Regions from separate parts of the Mus musculus genome. Here region 2 is linked to region 1. Evidence: chromatin contacts called from public Hi-C data. All regions are on one chromosome and are shown on one strand. The core of a region is the stretch at or near the end of the contact, and the rest is flanking DNA. Distances in the headings are between cores, read along the strand shown. Region 1 overlaps Babam2 (BRISC and BRCA1 A complex member 2). Region 2 overlaps Babam2 (BRISC and BRCA1 A complex member 2).

The links. A called contact is a pair of places that touch in the nucleus more often than the background predicts.
Region 2: a contact with region 1 is called in a Hi-C map of uterus, with 3 times the contacts expected there. The contact joins two enhancer-like sites. A contact is called at or near these places in 1 of 15 datasets of contacts at CTCF or cohesin (the NIH/3T3 cell line), 1 of 484 Hi-C or Micro-C datasets (uterus) and 3 of 9 other capture datasets (adipose tissue, embryonic stem cells and liver).

What each region holds. Positions count from the first base shown.
Region 1 is chr5:31,904,138-31,910,276 of GRCm38.p6, forward strand. All of the region lies in intron 7 of Babam2 (BRISC and BRCA1 A complex member 2), which reads left to right. Among named protein-coding and RNA genes, the nearest start is that of Gm52770, 92 kb to the right of the region's middle. Within about 2 kb of position 2,239, at least 19 of the 459 cell types and tissues checked have an H3K27ac peak or open chromatin away from gene starts, as enhancers often do. A contact at or near this core is called in uterus, where this site is marked.
Region 2 is chr5:32,066,957-32,073,095 of GRCm38.p6, forward strand. All of the region lies in intron 11 of Babam2 (BRISC and BRCA1 A complex member 2), which reads left to right. Among named protein-coding and RNA genes, the nearest start is that of Gm40277, 20 kb to the right of the region's middle. Within about 2 kb of position 3,060, at least 43 of the 459 cell types and tissues checked have an H3K27ac peak or open chromatin away from gene starts, as enhancers often do. A contact at or near this core is called in uterus, where this site is marked.

The sequences.
Region 1 (6,139 bases), core at 989-3,488:
TTCCCTAACCCCTTAGCCTAACCCCTTGCACATTCTAGGGATCTCATTCACCCATAATCCACTGAGGTCTCAGAATATTAAACACAGAAGCTTAGAAGTAAAGAATTCATATTTTAATTTGTACACCATATAAAGTCTTATATGGCCCTTCTCCATCCTGCCTAGGGTAGGGATCACCTGTTTGCCAGCTCTCTGGGCTGTATGTGCTCCCTAAGTTAGTCAGTCATCAGTAGATGTCCTGATTATCAGACTGGCTGTCATTCTATCGCAGTGGTTCAGGAAACCCCATTTTACTTAGCAGTGGCCCAGAGTGTAAGAGTAGTGATGCTGGCAGTTGAGACCTGCCAACAAGAAACCTTACTTTAAGTGATTTCACTTAAAGTGGAAAGGTGAACGTTTTCGACTGTGGGCTGGGCATGAGGGCTGAGCACAGTGCCAGGCATGGTGGCACATGTGTTTAAATCCCAGCTCTTTAGAGGCAGAGGCAGGAGGAGGATCTCTGTAAATCTGAGGCCATTTAGGAGGGAGACTCTGTCTCAAAATAAAGCAAAACAAAACCAAGTTCTCCAATTAATAAGAAAAAGATGAGGAAGCCTCAGTTCTATAATAAACAAATCTTGCTTTCATGAAATTGTGGAGGAAACCCCTGTGCTAGTTTTCTTTTGCACTTCAGACTATAGAAGTTGCTGTTGCAGCCGGGCGTGGTGGCGCACGCCTTTAATCCCAGCGCTTGGGAGGCAGAGGCAGGTGGATTTCTGAGTTCGAGGCCAGCCTGGTCTACAAAGTGAGTTCCAGAATAACCAGGGCTACACAGAGAAACCCTGTCTCGAAAAACCAACAACAACAACAAAAATAAATAAATAAATAAATAAATAAATAAATGAAAGAAGTTGCTGTTGCTCTGTTTTGTTGTGGCTATCGTTAGTGTCACACTTCATATCTCAAAACCCAGTGTGTTTACAGTTCAGCACTTTGTATTTGTAGCTTCTGCATCCACTGAGAGTCCTGGAAAATAGCCCTGGTGGCTAAAGGGGGCTGTTGCACCCTCAGCCAATCCTCGCAGATCAGAGCACAGAAGAGGAGTAATGCCGTTTCAGGAGGGTGTGGCCCTGGGATACGTTTTCAGAAGTGGGTGAAGGGGATTAGTAGTATTGTGGACATTATGTTAAGCTTTCATTTTCTACCTTTATTTTGTGTTACCTAGCCAACTCTCAGCTAGCCGAGCATCGCTTATAGATTCAGACATGAAGGGCACTTTGTGGATTCATGGGGAAAGCATCCCCAACTAGCCTTGCCTGGCTGTTTCCTTAGCTGAGGGTTCTTTTCAGTTCCTCCTTGTGGTTCTCTCTGAGAAGTCCCAAGCCCCATGCAGGATCTCACATAGGCAGAAGCTCCAGGAGACCAAGAGCCTGCTACACATTATTTTAAAATGGTCAAAAGAAGTCTGGCTTCTCCACCTCTCAGTACATGGGCAAAGGGAAATTCCAGGCTTGTCTGGCTATTATCACTCTGCCCCAACTTGTCTGTGCAGTAGGCAAGGATATTAACTAGTCCCAGAAATAGAAAAAGAAAAATACTACTTAGGGTGTTGTCATCACATGAAGGAAAAGGGATCAATTTGTTATACCCTAAAGATTCTAACGATATGAGTACCAAATGTCCCCGAATTAGACAATTCCAATGAAAAGGAACATCTGTAAGATACATTGGTCAAAACCTCCCAAGCACATTGTGATTTTATGATGTTGTGAAGTGTGCCTGGTGCCTTTGACAGCCCTGTCTGTCGCACATGGCTTGCATGCCCTCACGGTGCTGAGATGCCTGCTGTCCTCAAGTCTCCCACTGTGCATGCGTAGAGCTTGCAGAATAAACACTTCTGAGAAGAACTTCGTGTTCTTCATGCATGAGGGACATTTGTGAAGTAAACAGACTTCATGTACTATACATTTGTTTCCCAAGGAATCAAAACCAGTCCTGAAAGAATGAAGCCAGTGTGAGTTATGCAAAAAGGCCAAGCGTGAGGACAGCGAGGAGGCAGAGTAACTAGCGGTCAGAAATGCAAAAGACTAAATTTTGGTCGCATATTAGAAAAGGGAAAAAATCATTTCTGAACCAGTTGCCTTGCTTTTTCCTGGCAGGAAAGCTGCAAATGCTAAGGTTACACCATTGGAGCTGGCACCATACCTCCCCTCGGTTCCAGACTATGGGCATTTCCCACAGTGAAATGAAAGGTGAGATGGGCATCGAGGCAGCACGGTGCTCGTCTCGGGAAGGTGTGGGCCCTTTTCTTGGCTCCAGCCAGTGTATAGGAGTGGTTTGAAGAAAACTAGCTTTGTCTCTCCCAGAGCTGTTCCCACTCAGTGCATAAAAGAGGACTTCAGCCCCTGAGGCAGACCAGGTGGCATCTTTCACAAGTACAGAATTTGTTTTTAGAACTTTTTGTTGTTAAGTTACAGTCCTCCTTGGAAATAAGTACACTGAGCTTACCAGCTCATAAATGTCTGCCCATAGTGAGGCCTGTGTGGCTCACAGGCATGTAGTCATTCTTCAGTAGGAGCAACCCTGCAAGAGCTGACCAAGTGCAGGGTCCTTTGCTGGTGTGCCAGAGGCTGTCAAGACAAATGTGATGTGACCCTGTGCCCTACTTTGCTTACAGTACGGAAAGAGGCATAAAAACAAGTGCAAGTTGCAACTTGTGGTTAGGGAAAATGGCACAGTGAGACTTGGCACTAGAAGCCCTCTATTCCCCAGTGATTGGGTGACAAGTATGCTCAAGTGATTTGGGGACTCCCTTTCTTCTTCTGAAAAAGGCGCACATCTCCGTTTTAATTGTACCTATTCCAGTGAGACTGCAGGGAAGGGCCTTTTGTAGTGCTGAGCTCATGGTCAATGCAAGTTAGTGCTTGTAGAGTTGTAGAAATAACTTGGAAAACTTATTAATACTCTAAGAGCTCAGAGGAGATTTCTATCTGGCTTGATAAAGGGAACACTGGAAGGCTCTTGAAGCCTAGCTTTTCTGATGTCATATGGCTTTTCTAGAAATTAAATAAGCAACACAGTGACAATATATGCTCTTCGTTGTTCTCTACCGTATGATGCTCATAATGGTGTTCTTGGCGTGTGTTCTCTATAAAGTGTTCCCTCCCCTGTGACCTGGATTTTTAGACCCTCTGGGCTCCTACAGGGCCTGTTTCACTGTCAGCTCATTAAACTGTGGAAGTTTTCTTCTCATGCTTCTATCACTTGATCATTTAAACTTTGGTTGTTGTTGGTGTGTGTGTGTGTGTGTGTGTGTGTGTGTGTGTGTGTGTGTGTTTGTGCACGCGCGTGTGTGTCTGTGTCTGTGTTTATGTGTGTGTTACTGCAGGTATGGGCATGCCACGACATACATGTGCAAGTCAGAGGACAACTCTAGGGAGTAGGGCGTCTTCTGCCACCTTATAGAGTCTGAAGATCAGACTCAGTTCATTAGGCCAGTGTGCAAGCACCTCTGTAGTTGAGCTGTCTCGTCTCATCAGCTCCCTAGATCATTTTCTTTCTTCTTCTTCTTCTTTTTTTTTTTTTGAGATTTTTGTTTATTTTTATTTGTCATATGGGTGTTTTTTTCTCTCATTGTATGTCTGTGCACCATATGTGTTCAGTATCTTCAGATGCCAGAAGAGGAGGTCAGATCTTCTGGAATTGGAGTTACAGATAGTTGTGAGGCATAACGTACGTGCTGGGAACCAAACCCAGGTCCTCTGCAGGAGCAGCCAGTGCTGTTAACTGCTGAGCCATCCCCGCCAGTCTCTTCCTAGCCTCAGATCATTTTCATGACCTTCTTTGTGGATAACTCCTTGGCCTTTATTTCTAATATTAACTTTTTCCCTAGCTTAAATGCCTAGAAAACATCTGCTTTCTAGGCATTTGATGGACGTTTGTGCCGGTATTCCATTTTCACCACCAATTTAAATCTCTAAGTTTAGCAAAATGTCCCAAACCAAGCTTGTTGTCTTGAATAAGGCAGTCTTCCTTCCTGTTTCACTTCCTCTTCCTCTGATGCTCTTGTGTGATCAAGAGACACATCTCACAGGCATCTTCCTATGTCCTAAAAGTCTATGTCTGATGCCAGAAGGCACTCTGTACAGTGCCTTTCATTCCTTGTCATTCCTACCATTTTCTGGTTTGTCCTATCATTGTCATGCCCCTTGGTGGACTCTTGACTCCTGCTCTCTTCCTGTCTGACTTCTAGCTAACTCCCAGCTTTAGTTTTCAATTTATTTCTGTTTGGCACAGAACTGTCTCTGTCTGCCTGAAGTTTCACGAACATAATGTCCTTGCTTAAACATTTCCCTTGCAGTCCAGCTAGCAGTCTGGTAATCAGGCAGTTTTCAATAGCTCTGGGCTCACCTTTCCACCCCCATCTGCACATCACACACACACACACACACACACACACACACACACACACACAGAGCCTGCTGTTTAGCCAAATGTTTTGACATTTTTTTTAAAAACAGGCTTTGTGTTTTTTCCACATCTGCACCTTTGCTCAGGCTAGGCCTTGTTCCAGAGCATTACATTTGGTCCCCTCTCCTGCAGGGTCTACACATGACCTGCCCATCTTTTTAGGTCTTCTTGGTAGTCATCTCCTCTCTGGAGCTTTCTTTACCATCCACCACATGCTGTCTACTGGGACAATACCTTTTCCTCCTGTGTTCCTGACTATCTTGGCATATTGTTTTATGAAACTAGGAAGTCCCTGTTATTTTAGAGCTGGGGAAAACACAGCCCATTTCTGCCAAGCTGGTCCTACCCTAGTCCCACTCCCCACTAATGTAACTTTCCAGAAGTGTAGAAGTTGATGATCCTGTGTGTCGCAAGGCATGTAGTCTCCATGTTCCTGTACCTTGTAGCCAGCAGCTAGGTTCCTAAGTGGGTGGTTGCTTGGCCATGCTCCTGGGAGGTTGAACTTTGCAAGAGTGCTGTCTCGCCTGAACCCTGCAGGTGATGAACATGATTTTAGTCTCATGAACTTTGAGCTTACAGTTTCTTACCTTTACCCATTATGGCCTCTTTGGCCTCCTTTTCCCTACTGTGGCATCAGACATGGTATTTTAGGACATAGGAATAGGTTGTAATCCAGAAACTGGGGTACACTGAAATTTGACTCATGCCTATGAAAAGGACATAGGGACCTGGAAATTGAAGTAATGATATTTGAAATTATAGGTAAAAATACTACATACTACATTCAGGTAAATCAGATAAAATAAAAAATTTAATTTTATAAGAAAATTCACTATGTTGTGATTTTTCTCAAATGTCCCATTGATTTTACTATCTGGCATGATAGAACATACCATTTTAGATGTTCCAAAAAACCGTTTGAGACCTGGACTTATATATCCCTTGAACTCACTGTGTACCCTGAACCCTGATCCTCTACGTCCTCCACCTCCCAGGTGCTAGGACAGTTGGTGTGACCACCTTGAGTACCTTCTCAAATGTGTCACTTTAAAAATGTGGGACTAAGCACAGATTGATTGGCAACAAACAAACAAACATAATTATCTTCTTAAAAAAAATCTTTTGCCAGCTGTCTCAAAAAAAGGAGGCCCCATATCACTAGAGGTAGTTTTTGGCTGAGTTAAGCAATAGTGCAGCATAGTAAATGTGACTTAATTCAGCCTCACTCAAGTTGACGTGAGTCACTCAACCCACCCTCTAATAAATATTGTGCTCCTGGAGAAGTTTTGCTCCTTTGATAAATACACAGTCCAGTGTGTGCTAAGACAACCAGCTGTCAAGGGAGATGTGTATTTGCTTTTGGTGGAAAGAGCTGTCTTAGCCTCTAGAGACTTAAGATGTTACTGGCCTGGGAGCAGGGCCAGACGGATTCTTCATGACTTAGAATGGCATTCTGAGAAGTTGAGCTAGTTTTCATTAGTGAGTTTGGCCCATTGTCCAGCCTGTGCCTCCCAGCACATCGAGAGCTGGGTCTTTGCTATGCACCATTGCAAACAGACTTAGATCAGCGAGATCAATCAGCCCCTAAATGTCATGTGATTGGCAAATTTCTGATGTGCACCTCCCACCTCCCAGCCTGGAAGTTAGTGCTAGCGCAGTGGTTTGTTTAGGCTTCTTTTAGGCAGAAATT
Region 2 (6,139 bases), core at 1,810-4,309, 160 kb after region 1:
CCTCCTACTTCCCTTGCCGCCTGTGGCCCCAGGAGCAGCACATTGGAGTCAGGGCCTGGAGTGAGGAAGCTTGCATGTGGAGTGGCTTGGGGTGGCCTTCTGCTTCAACAGCTCACCCAGGAGGCTGAAGGCCTTCATGTCCTTGGGTTGAGCCCAGGATATTCTTGAGCAGAAATAACTTTCTGGGGGTCTAAAGACCCAAGGACTTTTAAGCAAGATGAATAAGCATAGCTAAATTTATTATTAGGGCTTATGAATGAGAGAAAAGAGTAAGGGTACAGTGACAGGCAGGCCTCAAGCAACGTGGCCTTCACAGTAACCTCCAGATCATCAGAGGATGGGATGCACAGCGAGAAGTGGAGAAAAAATTCCAGTGACTCCTGTCTTCCACACAGACACTTAGTCAACCCAGTGGAAAATGGAAGGCAAGAAAGCAGAAGTTAGGTCAAGAGATGCCTAGGTAAACCTTATCCAAAGTCACCTCTGAGGGGAAAATAATAATTCATTTCTTTGTGTCCCATGAAAGGCAGTGCCAGGTGCCCAACAGAGAGAAACAGGACATAACTGTATGTTATGGGTTGGCAAATCCATTCAGCAAATATATAGGAAACATGTGCAAGAAATTATATACAAAACATGTGCAGAGCCCTGGAGACCCTAACATTTAACACACACACACACATACAGAGAGAGAGAGGGAGAGAGAGAGAGAGAGAGAGAGAGAGAGGTGCTATTCTCAGAATGTTGAAACTCAGAACCCCTATTTCAAAGAACCCCAGCTCCCAGGCATTATTGTAATGCCTGGCATAGTGTTGTTTAGTGGTGGCTGCTGCCACACTGAGACACTTGATCTTTTTTCTGAATGCAGTAGGGTTTTCCTAACAAACTTATGGGTTGATATAGGTCCACCTTAATGTGGGCAAGTAGATCCTAGTAGAGCATTCATGGCCTTGGAAATGGCGATGAAGTTGGTGAGAGCATCATGTCTTCTTGTCAAGCTCTTCATCAAGGACCCAGTAAAGGAACCATTGGCTTGGACCCATTAACCCTTACCTTGCCAGCCTGGAGCTTTCCAAACCTATTCTGGTTCTCTGGTGTTAGAATGCCATGTATATAGAACTGAAGATTGCCAGTTGGAAAAGTGCCTGCTTTACAGGTTGTATGAGTTTGTTCCTCAGAACCCACATCTAAAAAGCCAGATGGAGTGGCACACGCTTGTAGCACAGGAGAGGCAGAAATAGGTAGATCCCTGTGATGTGCTGGCTGGCCAACCTATCTCCTTGATAAGTTCCAGGCCATTGAGAAACCCCTTCTCAAAGTGGGGGGGGGGGGGAGAGGGGTACATCACCTAAGGAATGACACCCAAGGTTGTATTCTAGTCCCTTCATATACCATACCCATACACATGAACATCCATATATGTACACACTCACATGTACATGCACACACTATGTACACACATGGACATACACACACTATGTACACGTGTACTCACATGTACATACACACACATGAAAATAGAGTTGCTAGATACAGTGCCACTTACTGCAAAAACAGTAAAGTTTTGCTAAGTAACAAATAAGTTCATAAAAGTATCCCCCTTGCAAGACATATTGACACTAAAATGTCAAATGCTGTTTATCTAAAGCTTGAACATAGTAGGGCTTCCTGTGCTGAAGGACAATCCAAACCAGGTCCTTAGCTAGAGCAACCTGCATATCTAAAAGTAGGATCGACTCTCCTTGTCTCTCAGGTAATAAAAGCTCTATCTAGAGGACCTCGGGCAGAGCCAGCAGTGCAGATAGTCCCCACTGTGTGGGAGTGGGAGTGGGAGAGGCAGGAGGAATGTCACATGCTGATCTGCACATCCCTCCCAGCTCTCAGTGTCCCTAAACACAACACAGCTCAGACCTGCCTGCCTCAGGCTTCAAAGTTCCATGGAGGATTTTTCTTTTCAGAACATTCTCGCAGACAGTTGGTAGAAGAGGCCTCAGAGGCCTAGTAACTTATCTCACTGAAGAAGAGCCAGCCTCAGAGTCAATGAGTGCCTCCTCTACAGGGTTCCTCCTGAATTTGAGAGAGCAACCCTCATCCCCCATGTGGGATGCTAATGGACTGGCTGGTCACTGCACCAAGAATCTGAGACTAGAGAAGGCAGTTCAGGAGGAGGCGCTCTGCCCCAGTTCCGAATCTCTTCTGTCTTCTGCTTTGGGCCCTTAGTGATTATTCAGGGGATCTGAGAGTTCCAGGCACTCTTGTTTCTGAATAGTTTCTGTGGATTGCAGGATAAGCCCTCCCTAGGGCCGGTGCTCCCTCCTTTGAGACACCACGCTAGGCTATGTATTTGGATCCCTCTCTTGAAGGCAGTGGCTAAGCCCTAACAGACCATGCTGCTGGGAATGGTGGATTCCCTGAGACCAGGCTGATCCTAGCCTGCCTGGTGCACACTTCCTTGCTACATTCTCTGCCCCACCCTGACCAAGTGTTCTGTGGTTGCAATGGAAAAATCCACCTTAAAGAAGATAGTTTTAAACATCAGCTTCAGGAAGATTCTGTGTAACCTGAGGTGAGAATTAAAGCAAAGCAGGTTTAGGTTTGGGCAGAATCGAGTACCCTTGTGCCTGAGAGTGACTTTGACCTCTTATTCCTCCCAGACTGATTATCCAGCTGCCAGAGAGTTCTTAGACGAATCACTTCATTAAATAGTGTCACTGGCAAGGTGATATTAGCCCTAAGACCAGTTTTATCTGGACGTTCTGAAAGCACACTTGACTGTTCAGGCAGAGACGGCCCACGTGAACCGCAAGCTTGATCATGGGATCTTCCTTTCTTCATTTTCTTGTTCTTGCCTCAGCCTGTCAGGAGACCAAGAAAACTTGTTTTGAAAATGCTTGACAGCCAAAACAACCTGTTCTCAGCCGGACAAGAGGGCTTGTCCTCCCTGACCATTTCTGTGCAATTAGACAAACTGCTGACTGGAAAAAACGAATTTGCTGCTTTCTTCTCCTATTGTCCACAGACAAGTGCAGTGGCTTTCCAGTTCCTTTTGGCTTCTTTCCACAGCCCTTCTCCTGAGGCACTCTTAGACTGTGTCTGAGTCTCGCTGATTAGTGACCACGAGCAGCATACACTAGGAAAGCCACAACCCCTTCTTCCATCAGTGCGAGATGAGTTGTGTATCCCATCTTAGACAGATTGGACCCAAACAGAGATGTTTAACCTGTGATTTTCCATTCAATTGTTAGTCCCTTCTTGTAGGGTGAAAGTCTTATTTAAAATCTCCAATTATCCAAGTAGCCATCTTTCCTTCAACTTTGTTGGCTCTTGGGCCTGCTCTGTTCCCACCATGAAGCCTTGCAAATTCAGTCTTGGACAGCAGCATAATTCCCTGAGGGAATTCACCTCTACACAGAGAAGGTGCAGACTAGATAAGGGATCAGTGAACAGTCAGAGATCTGCACTACCAGCGCCTGTTTTTATGAATAAAGTTTTATTAGAACATAGCTACCCCTGTCCATTTACATCTTGTCTACAGCCATGATCAGTTCAGAGCAGATACGAGTTATTGTGACAGAGATTTGACCTACAAGCTGAAAATATCTAATGTCTGACTCTTTACAGAATATGTGTTGACCTTTAAACTGGAAGTGCTCTGAGTTCTAACAAGGACTCTGGTCCCTAAAGTAGGTACCAAGGAGCTGACTAGGAAATAGGTCTCTCCTTCTCCCCATAGTTGGCACTACAGAGCATGCTCTGTGAAGTGCATAAAGGGTGGGGAGCTTACTCCCCTTTGTTTTTACAGGTTTTTTTTTTCTGTATGTCTGTGTTTGTTCATTGGTCTGGTGGCTCTGACACACATGGTGTCTACCAGATTTAGATGGGGGCAGGGGGCCAACACCCTCCTTGCTGCGTGGGACTGATTGTCTTCAGCGGCTTGGTTCAAGGTGGGACACCCATGTGTACCTACATGGAAGGGAATGCTGATTTGAATACTGACTCATCTGCTTGGTAAACACAGTGGGTAAGGGAACCACATGCTGTCTTCAAGAGCCCAGATGCCCAACCCTCTCCCACCCCTGCTCTGTCTGGATTCGCCTTCTCTCCCAGTCTGAGCAGTGGGATGGGGAAGAAGGCCAAAAGTGCTGAAGTGATTGGTAAGCTCTAGTAAGAAACCAGGAAGGGCTCCTAAGGGACCCCCTAAAATGTGAGCTAGGGGGAAAACCAGTGAGGCTCCTAAAGGACCTCTAACGTGAGAGCTAGGAAGCACCTATTTTTTTTTTAACCTTTTTGCACTCAAAGCCAATGCAAACAAGGGTGTCATTTATAGAATTCACTTCCCAATGAATTTACTTTGCGAGCTTCTGTTATATACCAGCTCTTTACTGACCAAAACTGCAAACTTGGTCTGCAGGAAAGCTTGTGCAGACTAGGAAAGGCTGCCTCTGCCCCCTTTAGGTTGGTAGTTTCACTAGTAGCTTGGAACAAAGCTGTCTCTTTTCTCTGCTCCTCTGACTCTGAATGAACACACAGCTTAGCAAGATGAGCACAGGCTGGGCACTGTGTTGCCCTGCCACAGCAGTTGCTGGACTCCCAGATGCAATAGCGGTTGCTGACACTCGCCCGGTGTGTCCACAGAGTCCTGTAATGTGATCCTTGCTGCCTGGTATGTCGCCTTGCCTTTGAGATCATAACAAGCAGAAATAGTCTCAGTAACACCCTTCCACACCTGCCCCCAGCCCCCTAAGCAACAAGAACATGGCTCAGGGATGGAGGGTGGGTGCTCTGTGGTTGCGAGCAGAGACATGGTTCTCTTGTTTAGGCTTCATTAGTTCAGGTGCTGATGTTGGCCCATCCTTGCCAACTTCTGGCCTAAAACTAGCTCAGCTTGAAGCACACACATGGTTTCCCACTATGTGCTATCTCAAAGGCAACACACACTAACAGCACCAAGAGTTGGTTCAGAGGCCCAGAGTTAGGTACGCCATTCATGAGGAAACTGACCCCATTCCCAAGGCAGCGATCGGGTCACATGCTGCACAGTAAGTACAGGGGTGGCATTCCACTGGGACACCGCCTACCCTCACACTGTGTACTGTCAGAACTGTTTGCTGAAGGCTGTGACACGCTCCCATGGATATTATGTGTGGTCAGATCTGATGCCACTCCTCAGTTCATGCTGGGAATTATAGTGGGCCAGGCACATGAACACATTTTTTAAAGATTTCCATCTTCCATGTCTCAGCCTGCATCTGACTTTGGCTCCCAAAGTTTAGAGTCTAGTGGAGAAGGAAGAAAGAGAGGCCGGGTACCTGAATCCTTCATATCAATTTCCTGTCCTTGTTCTCAGTTTGAAAAGACTATGGGAGGAGAGGGAGTGTCACTCATCATTGTCTTGAGCCCCTAAAATGTGTAGAGCACCCTTCTAAGGAACAATTGTGTCCTATGGATATATCACATCTGTCTTGGTGACCTCAAAAGATGGAGTGGAAAGATGAAGGGCAGACATGCAGATCACCATTCACCCCATGGGAGGCAGGAAGATGAGGTCAATATGGAACTGGCCATGCAACCATACCCAAGGCTTGAGATTAAATGGTCCTGGTTTTCTAAGTGTGCAGCTTCCAGTCACCAGGCTTCTGATGTTGTTGAAGTGTGTTGTGGTGGCTGGACACAGGATTGAGACAGCACTCCAAGGGCCGCATTGTGTAGAATGTGGCACACGTCAGACTTCATTCTTCCCCTTCAATGTCTAAGCTTCAGTGGCCTCAGAAGGCGCCAAAGGCCCTCCCAAGCTAGAGGGTACTATTGGCAGGGCACTGGGTTGCATACATGTTCCTGTCTGACACTGAGCTAGTTCCTGCCTTACTGTATGCCCGCTTGTTTGTGGATATTGTGGAATGGAGTAACAAGATCCACTTATTGTGGAGTAGAATAACAGGCTCTATCCTGTACATACTGCTATTTGGATTACAATGAAGTTATTTTTAAAAGCACATTATAAATTGCAAAATACCAAGTGCCAAGTTAGTTCATTCACTTAACTAACAGACACTGGAAAGTTATAGGGTGCCAGGTGGCACCAGTGAGTCCAGATCTCTCTGGAAGGTGTTCAAGGAGGACAGTGACTCAGTTGGTAAAG